2 separate regions of the Mus musculus genome follow, and region 1 is linked to region 2. Evidence: chromatin contacts called from public Hi-C data. All regions are on one chromosome and are shown on one strand. Each heading gives the region's core, a stretch centred on a gene start, on an enhancer-like site or on the middle of the called end of the contact. The rest is flanking DNA. Distances are from core to core; before and after follow the strand shown.

Region 1 (5,984 bases), core at 1,344-3,843, 110 kb after region 2:
GTAGGTGCCTGTGGAGACAAGGGGTGTTGGGCCCCACGAAGCTGCAGTTACAGGCTATTGTAAGCCTCCCAAAATGGGTATTGGAAACTAAAGTAGGGTCCTCCCAGGAGCAATGTATTGTCTTAACTACTGAGCCACCTTTCCCATTCCCAAATACTGTTTTGTTATTTTGTTTTTGTTGGTTTGTTGGTTGGTTTGGTTTGGTTTGGTTTGGTTTGGTTTGGTTTGGTTTGGTTTGGTTTGGTTTGGTTTTTTGAGACAAGGGTTCTCTGTATATATAGCCCTGGGTATCAGAGTACTCATCCTGTAGACCAGGCTGGCCTCGAACTCATGAGGTTGACCCACCTCTGTCTCTTGTGCTGGGATTAAAGGCCTGTACAACCACCGCCTGGCTCAAAGGCTGTTTTTAAAGGGAGCTTCGGAAGGAAACAATGCAGTACACTTGTATAGAGGGCTTTCCAACTAGAAACATATTAAGAAATCTGATAAATGTTCTAGACAAGCAGCCCCTTTTCTTTTTCTTTTCTTCTCCTCCATGAACACGTCTCTGAGATCACATGTCTTTTCCCATCTCAGAGATGAATTCTGAATGCTTCATTATGTCTCCGCTCAAGCTTGGCAGCTGAGTTTTGACTGTCAGCTAAAGCAAAGGAGAATATTTCCCCCTCTCTCCTCTGAGCGTAGGCACAGGAGATGTATTAGCTTGTGATTGGGAAGGTGGCCTGTGGTGGGGATGTTCAAACAGGATGGTGGGGGGCGGCGGGGGATGTAACAATGGTGAGTCATGACTGGCCAGCTCAGCAGGAACACCTTCCTGGGTTCAGAGGTAAGAAAGGAGTCACCTCTAGCAACTCTGCTTTTGGCTCTACAAAAGGAATGTTCCAGGGCTGGAGCCTCGAAGGTTGTGCAGCCTTAGAAGATAATTGTATGAATAAATGCAGGAAGTACAGGCATTCCTGGCTCAGACACCAGCACCATCCTCAACAGACATCAGTAAGATTGTGTGCCAGGCAAACCCCAGGCTGACTCTCCTGTGGTAATGACTCCTAAGGTATAACGTTCCTATGATAAAAGGAAAATGGGTGTTATCAGGATTGTTGACACTCAGTAACATAGCTCAACTTTACGCTGGTGAATGGCTTCCATTTAGGGAACATTGTTTTCAGTAAATGGGACAGCCAATTGTTGATACTACTTTGACCTCTTTTCTGGACATCGACACCCTTGACTGAATAAGTAGCAGAGAAGAAAATGGAAGGCAAGGAGTGTGGATAAACCAACTTCTAATGTGGATATTGCAATGTGTGTTTATAAAGCTAGAAATATGCCAGTATGTATCTAGTGAATTTGGCTAGAGAAATTGGGTCGGCTGATCTTGTATCTCCATTTATCCTATCAAGAAGAGGGGACATCAACTGAAGAATTGCCTCCATCAGATGGACATGTGGGCAAATCTATGGGACATTTTCTTGATTTATGACTGATGTGTGAGGGTCCAGCCCACTGTGGGTGGTCCTATCCCTAGGCAGGTGGTCCTGGGTAGCTAAACAAATCAGAGGAAATAAGTCAGTAAGCAGTGTTCCTCCATGGTCTCTGCTTAAGTCCCCCCCCCCCCCCCTTTCCTGGCATCTCTCCCTTTCCTCCCTGAGTTGATTTTGGATGATATTTTCTCTTAGCAACAAACACTAAATCAGAAGAGTAATAAATAAACTCCACAGGACTTGGGAAAGTGAAACGAGGTACCGTGACCATTCAGCCATGCTTGACTAGATCCTGGGCGTTTTAGGGCAGTCTTTATTCTATGTTATTTTGAGAAGTGTAGTCCAGGCTAGAAGCAAAACTTGCTGGGCTCACAATAGGCTGTTGCAGCCTGCTAGTTACATTGTTGCAGATTTTCTCTTCAGTTCAATGCTCTGGTCACCCTTCTCTCCACAGCTTGGGATAAGACCACAAGGGTGCTAATTGATATCACTTGCCACTTGTTCTAAGCTAACCTTCAGGCTTCCGGTGGCTGTCTTCTCTATATAATTCACTCCTCTCGGGCTGCCTCTCTGATACCTGTCCTGAAGTAGTTGCTTGCTACCATGTTCCTGAGCTCTTCTGGGTCGGCCCTAAAGATTTATTTCTAAGTACACTGTAGCCATCTTCAGATACACCAGAAGGGGTCATCAGGTCTCATTAGGTGTGGTTGTGAGCCACCATGTGGTTGCTGGGACTTGAACTCAGGACCTTTGGAAGAGCAGTCAGCGCTTTTAACCGCTGAGCCATCTCTCTAGGCCCTGATTGAGTTTTTCAGAGTTCCGTGTTTGTGGTCTGCATCCGTGAAGAGGGCTGGACTGTGGCTGGTGATCTGATAGGTCTCCCTGGCTTCATTGTCCTTACTCATGGGGTTGTGTGGCAGCCATAAACTCCAAGTAGGTGTTAACAGAAACAAAAGGCATGGGTGCTTTTCTGGTCTCTGCCCTAGCCTGCCCCCTTCCACTCTACTTTTTGTTTTGTTTTGTTTTTGTTTTTCGAGTCCTCTCTACTTTTGACTGGTGCCAGTGAAATAGGAAGCAGGCCCAGTGGCGGGATCCAGTCTGAGTTAACCCGTGTAACTACAACCCCTCTGACTCCTAAGCCAAGCTACACCCCTTCCCTAAGGGTGTGGGTAAGGCCAAACCCATTGACCAGAGTAAAGAATTTTTTTGTTTATTTGTCCTTGAAGGACTATTTATGGCATCTTAACCATGTGACACTCTTGAGACTGTAATTACAGAGTTTCGTTTGAGAAAAATCTATAACATTCCTTGTCTTACTTTCTCCATCTGGGATTTTGTATTGAGAGCAGTCTTATCTTGGTGGCCTGTCCCCTCCCCACCCCCACCCCCCTTGAGCATCCCCAGAGGCTACTGTGTGGTTTCCTTGGTGGCTTTTTTTTTTTTTTTGGAAACACTCTCCTGTTGCTAGGCAGATGGACCAGATTACATAAAATGTAGATTTTTTTTTTTTTTTTTTTTTTTTTGGAGAAGCTCTTTTGAGGGGCTAGGACCTGCAAGAATCAAAAGGCAGCTTGCGAGGTTTCCAGGAATGAGGCTAGAGGTTTAAAAACTGACTGATCAAAAGGATTTGAAAACAAAACAGAATGGCTTGCCCTGGTTTCCTTTTCATATATTTAACAAATGTGCACAGGGTGAGGCCATTCTCCTTCACCAATGTTTATTTCTTAAAGTTTGGTTTGTTTGTTTTTTCTTATTATAAGAGAAATTCCCTCTCATGACCAAAAGAACAACGACAACAACAAAAAGATAAAATTAAGAGATAAATTACAGAATGTAATTCTGCCTTATATGGAGGCAAATTAGTGTGTGTGTCTTTTTTCTGTTCATTTTTATTATCTCTCTGAGAATTTCATACAATGTATTTTTTAAGATTTTAATTTTAAAAATAAAATAAAATGCACATAGATGTTTTATCTGCATATAGGTGTGTGTATTGTGTGTGCACAGTGCCCATGGAGACCAGAAGATTCCCCTAGAACTGGAGTTATAGATAGTTGTGAGCTGCCTTGTGGGTGCTGGGATTTGAACCTGGGTCCTCTGGAAGAGCAGCCAGTGCTCTTAACCACTGAGCCATCTCTCCAGCCCAGCCTACAATGTATTTTGTGTGCATTTGTTTCACACACACACACACACACACACACACACACACACACACACACACTACTCAGAATCATTCTCCCTTCCCTTCCACAGAACTCATTTGAGTCATATTTTCTTGATACCTTCGTTTCTGTGCTTTAGAATATTTGCTGAATTCCAGTTAGCTTTTTAATACTTCCAGTTTGTTTGACTCCTACACAGGAACTCTAAAGTCAGTTCTAAATCCATGCCAATTAAAGGAGCAACTTTTCATTCCTGAGGCGTGAAACCAGGCTAATGGCACTTTGGACAGTAAATCTTCTTTATTTAGAGATAGGGTCTCAGCCTTCCTCAGGAATTACAGTAGTGTGTGTGTGTGTGTGTGTGTGTGTGTGTGTGTGTGTGTGTGTATGCGCACGTGCCACGCGCGCCCGCGCATGCCCAGCTATTCAACCTTTTTAATGGTAAGTTTAATAATTGTGTGCTTTCCTTAAATATAAGCTCTTGTAAATCACCAGTAGCTCTTCATGGAAGTTTCCCACAAAATAAGCACTATATAGAATTCCAGAGATTTCCTTTTTGAGCCCAAATGTTTGCCACTCCACATGACACCGGATCCAGTTCCACGTGTGGGCATGGTTAGCATCCAGGCTGGTTGTTTGAGACATTCCTCTTTAGACACATTAGTGGTTTCTCACAAGGCTCATTTCCAAATGGCTATAGATGCAGTCGGTAATGACGGTAAAGATACGAAGCGAGCACCAGAGGGAGCTAGAGGCACGCAGTTGTCTGCATCCACACAGCGCCCTTAATGAAAAAAGATGCCATGAAATTGAAAAAGAGCAAGGGGGAGGGGGTGGGGTTTATGAGAGGATTTGGAACGGAAAAAGGGAAGATGGAAGTGGTGTGGTCATATTATAATCTCAAAAAATAAAAGGAACATTTTAAAGCAGTATTTCTTTAAAAAAAAAAATGCTATCTTGTCCTGAGCAGATATTTTTGAAGGGATAGAATATAACGTTAATATGTGACCTATCTTTTCCAGCATCTGGAATTTGGTTTTTTAGCAAACGTTTGAATGTGAATGACTCGAGTTTGAATCTTAAGCATCATTTAGGGAGTCTGAGTATCATATGCAAACAAACCAGCCTTATACATGTAATTTCTCATTATGATCCTGTAAATAAATATCATCAGGTGGTTTGCATCATAAGGTGAAGTCAATAAATCTGTGTAAATAGCAACACAGATTTGTGTGTGTGCGTGTGTATGTGTGTTAATACAAAAATTAAAATCCAGGCTCAATACTGATAGAAGAAACTTTCTTATTGCAAATGTTGTGATCTTAAAACCTCAAAATGAAAATTTCATAAAATGAACTGAGACTGGAGAGATTGCTCAGTAATTAAAAGCACTGGCTGCTCTAGCAGAGAACCCAGGTTCAATTCCCGGCACCCACATGACAGCTCACAACCAGCTGTCACTCTAATTCCAGGAGATCCGACACCCTCTTCTGGAATCTGTAGATACTACACGCACATGATGCATGGACACATGCAAGAAAAATCATAGACATAAAATCAGTAAATCTAAAGAATTAAAAAGAAAATGAACTGAATTGAAACAACCGTTGAGTCCTTCCACTTTCTCTCCCTTCTTGTTTCTTCCCTACCACCAACCCGGATGCAGTCACAGGCCTCAAAAGAGTCAGTCTGAATGCATGGTCATATGACTTGGGTCCCTCCTCTGGCTTATATGGATCCATTGTCCCATTTTATCCCTGAATTCTTTTTTTTTTTTCCATTTTTTTCAAGACAGGGTTTCTCTGTGTAGCCCTGGCTGTCCTGGAACTCACTCTGTAGACCAGGCTGGCCTCAAACTCAGAGATACACCTGCCTCTGCCTCCCAAGTGCTGGGATTAAAGCCATGTGCCACCACTGCCCAGCTTATCCCTGAATTCTTTGAACAAGGCTGACAGAGTCTTTGTTAATACTACTGATTAAACTAAAATCAGATAACTCTGCCCAACATGTATAATTCCATCCCAATATATATTGGAATAACTGACCTAAATCTTTAATTGTTTGGACACTGTAAGGAAAGAGTAGGCATAAGGAGTGTTTTTATTGTTGTTTTGGAGGGTTTTGTTTTGTTATTTTTTTTTTCCAAATATGTCTTTCTCCCTGTAAATGACGTGGTTCCTCCAGTTTCATGGGTAACTTTTGCTGGAAGAGAAGTTCACTTTCTTTTCTTTTTTTTAAAACATTTTTTAAATTTTATTTATTATTATACAATAAGTACAATGTAGGTGACTTCAGACACACCAGAAGAGGGCATCAGATCTCATTACAGATGGTTGTAAGC
Region 2 (5,448 bases), core at 1,501-4,000:
ACCAGAGAGTATATGGGCAGCACATTCTGGATTCGAAGGATTTAAAAATAAAAAGGATACAAAGTTTGTGTAAGTAGGGAATGGGGAGGAGGGACCAGGAGGAATGGGAGGAGGAAGATGGGCACGCCCATTGCAAGTAAAAAAAAATCATTGTTTTTCTTTTTTGGAAATAGAAAAATTAGCATGTGAAAAAGATGACCTATCTAACCAGTCATTAAGGAAACACATTTTAAATTTTTCTGATAGATAAAAGCATGAAAATTGTTCATATTAGCAGGCACCGTGTGCAGTTCCAAGATACGCAAACACTGTGTGATGCATAAATCTGGTTCAATACTTCTGTCTCTTCAACCATATGTTATTTCTTCTCTGTGATGAAGATATAGAATTCCCTTCAGACATGAACAGCTCATAGCCGTTATGTTATGTGAGGTGTGGGGGTGGGGTGGGGTGGGGTGTTCATCCCTCCTCCGTTCAGCCAGGAAATGCTTGTCAGGCAGATGCAGAGAGAGAGATCATGCCCAACTTGATATGTGCTGGGAGAAGAGCTACAGGAATCTAGAGGAGACTGTCCCATCCTAGAATCAAGGAACAGACAATTGTGTCCCATGGGGAAGGAACACCTGTGTCCCATGGGGAAGGAAGGAACTGGTCAAGTGTTGAGAGTCTGCTTTCTCGTGGGTCTTTTATATTTTCCCTGGGTTTCTTTCAGAAATATCCCTAACATTGGAAACATTTTGATGTGTTTTGTCAGAATTTTAGATGACAACCCGATCACCAGAATCTCACAGAAGTCCTTTATGGGGTTAAACTCCTTGTTTTTCTTGTAAGTATCCTTCCTCCCTTCCTCCCTTCCTCCCTTCAGACTATAGTTATTGTTGCTAAATCAAAGGCAGTGGCTGGACCGCTTACGATGCATATCTTAAGCTTGCTGCTCGCTGCTGTTCATCTCCTCTCGTCTCCTAAAGGAATAAGCCATGTTTTCATCTGCAGCGGTTGAACAAAAGTTTGTTTTTATTTCCTGAAACCCTAGTTAAACTGAATGAAGCATAACAGGATCACACAGGAGCATAGAAGCACAGTTCCAACTCCGTTTTTTAAAAGATTTGTTATTTTTATTTCTTGGGCACAAGTGTCTTGCCTGCCTGCTTGTCTGTGTACAACATGCATGCAGTGCCCACAGGGGCCAGAAGAGGGCAGACAATCCCCTGGGACTAGAGTTACAGTCGGTTGTGAGCAGCCAACTGAAGCAGGGTCCTCTGCAAAAGCAGCCAGTGCTCTCAGCCACTGAGCCATCTCTCCAGCCTCCAACTCCGTTTTCACTAGAGGAAAGTGACAGCCAATGACAATTCCAAGTTTTACCTACGGACGGAGCCTGTTTCCCACTTGTGCTTCCATTGTTAATATCCTAGGATAACTGCCAGGCAGGTGGAGGCTTGCCATGTTCCTTTACAGTGGATGATGCAGCATCCACTGTGACTGCTCCATTCATCACAGGGACTACAGCATCACAAGTTAGTCGTGTATCTTAGCATGTTCACCGTCTGTTTGCTTTCGACAGTCCCCCTTGCTGTCACATCTTCCGTTTAGTGCTGTTTCCAGTGTGGCTCTTTCACATAGTAATTGATTAATAAACTCTGAGGAAACATCTCAAGAACTAATGGCTCTGTAAATCACATACTCCTCTTGCAGCACACAAGGGGAGCCGTCATGAACTTCACAGTTATTGCCTGCTACTTGCTTTAGTTTTACATCTTAAAATTAAGTTGAGGAACCCTTGTCTTAGGATGCACACCAAACGCACACAACCAGAGGCTGGCAGCACTAAGGTGTGCTTCACACACACACACACACACACACACACACACACACACACACACACGTAAGCACTGTGTAAAGGCATAGTTATATACAAAGACTTGATCCTGGTATATAAATTACAGTGGACAATTTTCAAAACTGTGGGAGAGCAGAACTCCTCTTGTTAATGTAGCTTAGTAATTTTGTGTCTAACCGCTGTTTTCTCTGTGTGAAGGTCCATGGTGGGTAACCGGCTCGAGGCCCTTCCTGAAACATTGTGTGCTCAGATGCCTCAACTCAACTGGGTGTGAGTATTCTTTAGGGATTGAACCTGTTCTGTGCTAGGAAGGAGGCAAGACGTGGATTCTAGGATGTCTCTCCCAATCCAAAGTCTAACGGTTACTTCCCGTTTTTTAAAGCTTTTTCAAGGAGTGAGGGGGCAGCAGGGAAGTGGTATACACTTGCTGAGATAAGTTTATCTTATTCCACAAGATAAGCTTGTGGAATAAAATGATTAAGTATCTTTTGAGAATAGCTGGAACACGTCACTTGGGAGGTTGAGGCAGGTGGATTGAGAGTTTAAACCAGGCCTAGATTACAGAGTGATTTCTCTGCCTCAAAAGGAAAACAAAAGAGGTCTAAATAGATGGTCCAGTAGTTAAGAGTGCTGGCTGCTCTTTGGGAGGTCGTGGGTTCAAGTCCCAGCAGCCACACAGCAGCTCACAACCACCTGTAACTCCAGTTCCAGGAAGTCTGATGCCCTCTTCTGTATTCTGCAGGCACCGGGCATATGCTACACAGACTTGAATGCAGGCAAGACCCTCCTACATGTTACATAAAAAGAAACAAATCTTTAAGAACTAAAATAAAAAAGTCCTTGGAGTATACCCAAACATGTAAGGCTTTGCTCAGCCTTCTGCAGCCAACCCGAACTTACCACACAGTCAGCCCACGGACAGCAGAATTTTCTGCTCTTTCTGTCAGCACCTAGTTCCACGAGTCCACTGTAACTCAGCTTCTCTTCTCTTGCTTGTTCTAGCCAAACTGACTAACAACACATCAGTGCTGATGTGATATTGTCTAAGAAGGGACATTCACAGTCTCTGTGTGTTTACTTTACAAAGGCTTGCTTTTACCAAGTAATTTTATTATCCCTTAACTGTTTCTCCCAGCGCCACCATCCCTTGCCTGTCCACTTTTTCCCACCGTCCTTCATACACCCCTTCTGTCGAGACGCAGCAAACCACAGTTCTCAGCCATTTCTAGGCTCATGTGCTTCTTGAAGCTGGGAAAGTCTTCCTCCGTCATTCCTTTAGCTAAACTCTAACATTCCCTTTCAACGCCCAGAATATCACCCTCGGAACGCTGTCTCCACACATTGGTCTGCTTCAGTGAATGCCTATGTGTTTCCAGGCACAGGGATATACCACGCCCAATCAGGACTGAGACCATGCCTACCATGTGATAGGTGACCAGTAAACCTTTGTTAGATACTTGTGCTAAGCCACTCCCACTCTTTCTTGCCTTGTAACTAATACCTACTTGAGAGTCTCATGGCTTCACCACCACCCACTATTCCATGCCTCGTGTGACTCACTCATACGTGTCAGGTGGAAACAGAGGGGTCAGAAGTTCAAGGCCACTCTTAGCTACATAGTCTCCTAGTCTCAAAAATACTTAGGAATTTAACATATTCATTTATGTACTGGGAAACAGAAAAGAGAAGGGGCGGGTAGATCTCACGGATGAGGCCTAACCAGGTTGTTTAACAAGGCTCTGCCTCAAAAAGAGAGAAAAAGACAAGAAATGGTGGTGCACACCTTTAATCTTAACACTCAGAAGGCAAAGGAAGGTGGATCTCTGTGAGTTTGAGGCCAGTCTGATCTACATAAGAGTTCTAGGCCAGCTAGGCCTATATAGTTAAATGAGACAGAGACAGACAAAGAGCAAGAGACAGAAAGAGAAAGACAGAGACAGAGACTATTAGAAAAACTCGTTTAAAAGTTTGCTTTCTCTTCTCACTCCCTGCCTCACTACACGGCTAAAAATGAGAATTACAGAGGTTCTCGAGGCCATTCCCAGAGTGTGTAGGATGGCAGCTGTGCCAAGGGTCCAGCTGGCAGGAAGCAGTGTCCCCATGAGGGCTCTCTGGAGTTCTGAGGACGTTTCTGAGCAGCTCAAGGAGGCCATACCAAGAGAAGCCTCTGACCCAGCAGGTCTGCCGGGGAGCCTGGGAGTCTACGAGTCTAGAAAGTTCCCTGGCTCTGAAGCTGCGCCCCTGGCACACACAGAGTAGTACTATATTGGGCATCATCCTCTCCGTGGAGGGCCATGTAGAAGAGACCTACAAACGTTTTCATATCACACAGACCAAGATTCATGTTCTAAGTCTGGTGAACGGTCTGTGCAGGACAATGTTGGTTCAAGCTTCACCAAGATACTGATTGGCATGGGGTCAGAATGTGGGGCAGTGGTCCAGATTGCCACATGACACGTGAGTGTCTGGCCTTTGGAGTCAGAAAGATCTGATGGGGAAAGACTATTCTGACACTTACCAAGTGTACGGCGAGCTGGAAATGATAACCCCAGCCTCCCAGAGGCCTGACGTTCGTGTGTTGAATGGGGCTTAATGATGCCACACCCTGCAGGAATGCTTCATAGACACTGGAGTTCTACCAGCCCAAGGGAGGGGGACTAATGAAATCCAGCATATAGCATAGTGTCTTAGTCTTTACTGTCACCAAGGCTACTTATAGGAGAGCGTTTATTTTGTCCTTACATTTCCAGAGGGTCAGAGTCTATGGTGCAGTGTGAAGGTGGCAGGCAGCAGGTGGCCAGAACAGCAGCTGAAAGCTAACATCTAGAACCCCAAACAGGAAGCAAAGTGGCAAGAGTCTTTTGAAACCTCACTACCCAACCCCCAGTGAAATACTTCCTCCAGCAAGATCACACCTCCTAGTCCTCCCCCTAAGAGCCACCTACTGGTACCAAGTATTCAAATGACTGAGACTCATCCAAACCACCAAGGGGAGCTAACAGCATGGTGCCCAGCCAAGAGAGATACTCCCACCCCAAATATCTAATGGTTCTTCCCTTAGGTTTATTGCTGTTGTTTTATCATCAGTTGGAAAGAAAACAGAAACCATATAAATTATAGAAAGCCCACAAACATTAGGAAAGATGCCAAAAAGAAAAAGACCTGAATTAAGGGAAGAAAAGTTCAGAACTGTTCTATCAATGAGAAGCATCCATTAGCAGATGATTTATACAAAGGTGTCTGAAGTGTCTCCTTCTGTGGCTTTCAGGGATCTGGCAAACAATGGAATAAAGTACATAACGAACTCCACCTTCCTAACGTGCGACTCGCTCACGGTTCTGTAAGTACACGTGCACTTCGGTACGAGAGGCCCGTAGATTGGGAGAGTTGAGGAAAAGGATGACCCTGGATTTCAAAGTACTGCTTTGTGTCCAGCCTTGATGTGAATGTTCAGTAGTGGAAAAGGGCAAAGAATGATGTGTTTATTTACCGTGAAATGAAATCGCTTTACTGCACAGTGGCTAGACTCATCAATTGGGTCTGTGTTCCTGAAGAAAGTGAGAGCAATTTACTGCATTCCGATTGGTCATAGACTCTGACTGACAATTCTG

The links. Hi-C and Micro-C count contacts between places; a contact is called where the count stands out from the background.
Region 1: a Hi-C map of cortical neurons shows a contact between it and region 2, with 3 times the contacts expected there. The contact joins two enhancer-like sites. A contact is called at or near these places in 1 of 39 promoter capture datasets (the C10 cell line), 1 of 15 datasets of contacts at CTCF or cohesin (embryonic stem cells), 35 of 484 Hi-C or Micro-C datasets (the C10 cell line, the G1E-ER4 cell line, the HL-1 cell line and 6 more), 5 of 115 datasets of contacts at active chromatin or transcription factors (T-cell acute lymphoblastic leukemia and embryonic stem cells) and 2 of 9 other capture datasets (adipose tissue and embryonic stem cells).

Annotation. Positions count from the first base shown.
Region 1 is chr5:150,164,533-150,170,516 of GRCm38.p6, forward strand. It overlaps a transcript of Fry not described here. Among named protein-coding and RNA genes, the nearest start is that of Gm52797, 36 kb to the left of the region's middle. Within about 2 kb of position 2,594, at least 17 of the 459 cell types and tissues checked have an H3K27ac peak or open chromatin away from gene starts, as enhancers often do. A contact at or near this core is called in cortical neurons, where this site is marked.
Region 2 is chr5:150,050,806-150,056,253 of GRCm38.p6, forward strand. Rxfp2 (relaxin/insulin-like family peptide receptor 2) reads left to right here. Exons shown (of 18, transcript NM_080468.2): 8 at 755-826; 9 at 2,036-2,107; 10 at 5,106-5,177. Among named protein-coding and RNA genes, the nearest start is that of Gm38755, 8.7 kb to the right of the region's middle. Within about 2 kb of position 2,751, at least 5 of the 459 cell types and tissues checked have an H3K27ac peak or open chromatin away from gene starts, as enhancers often do. A contact at or near this core is called in cortical neurons, where this site is marked.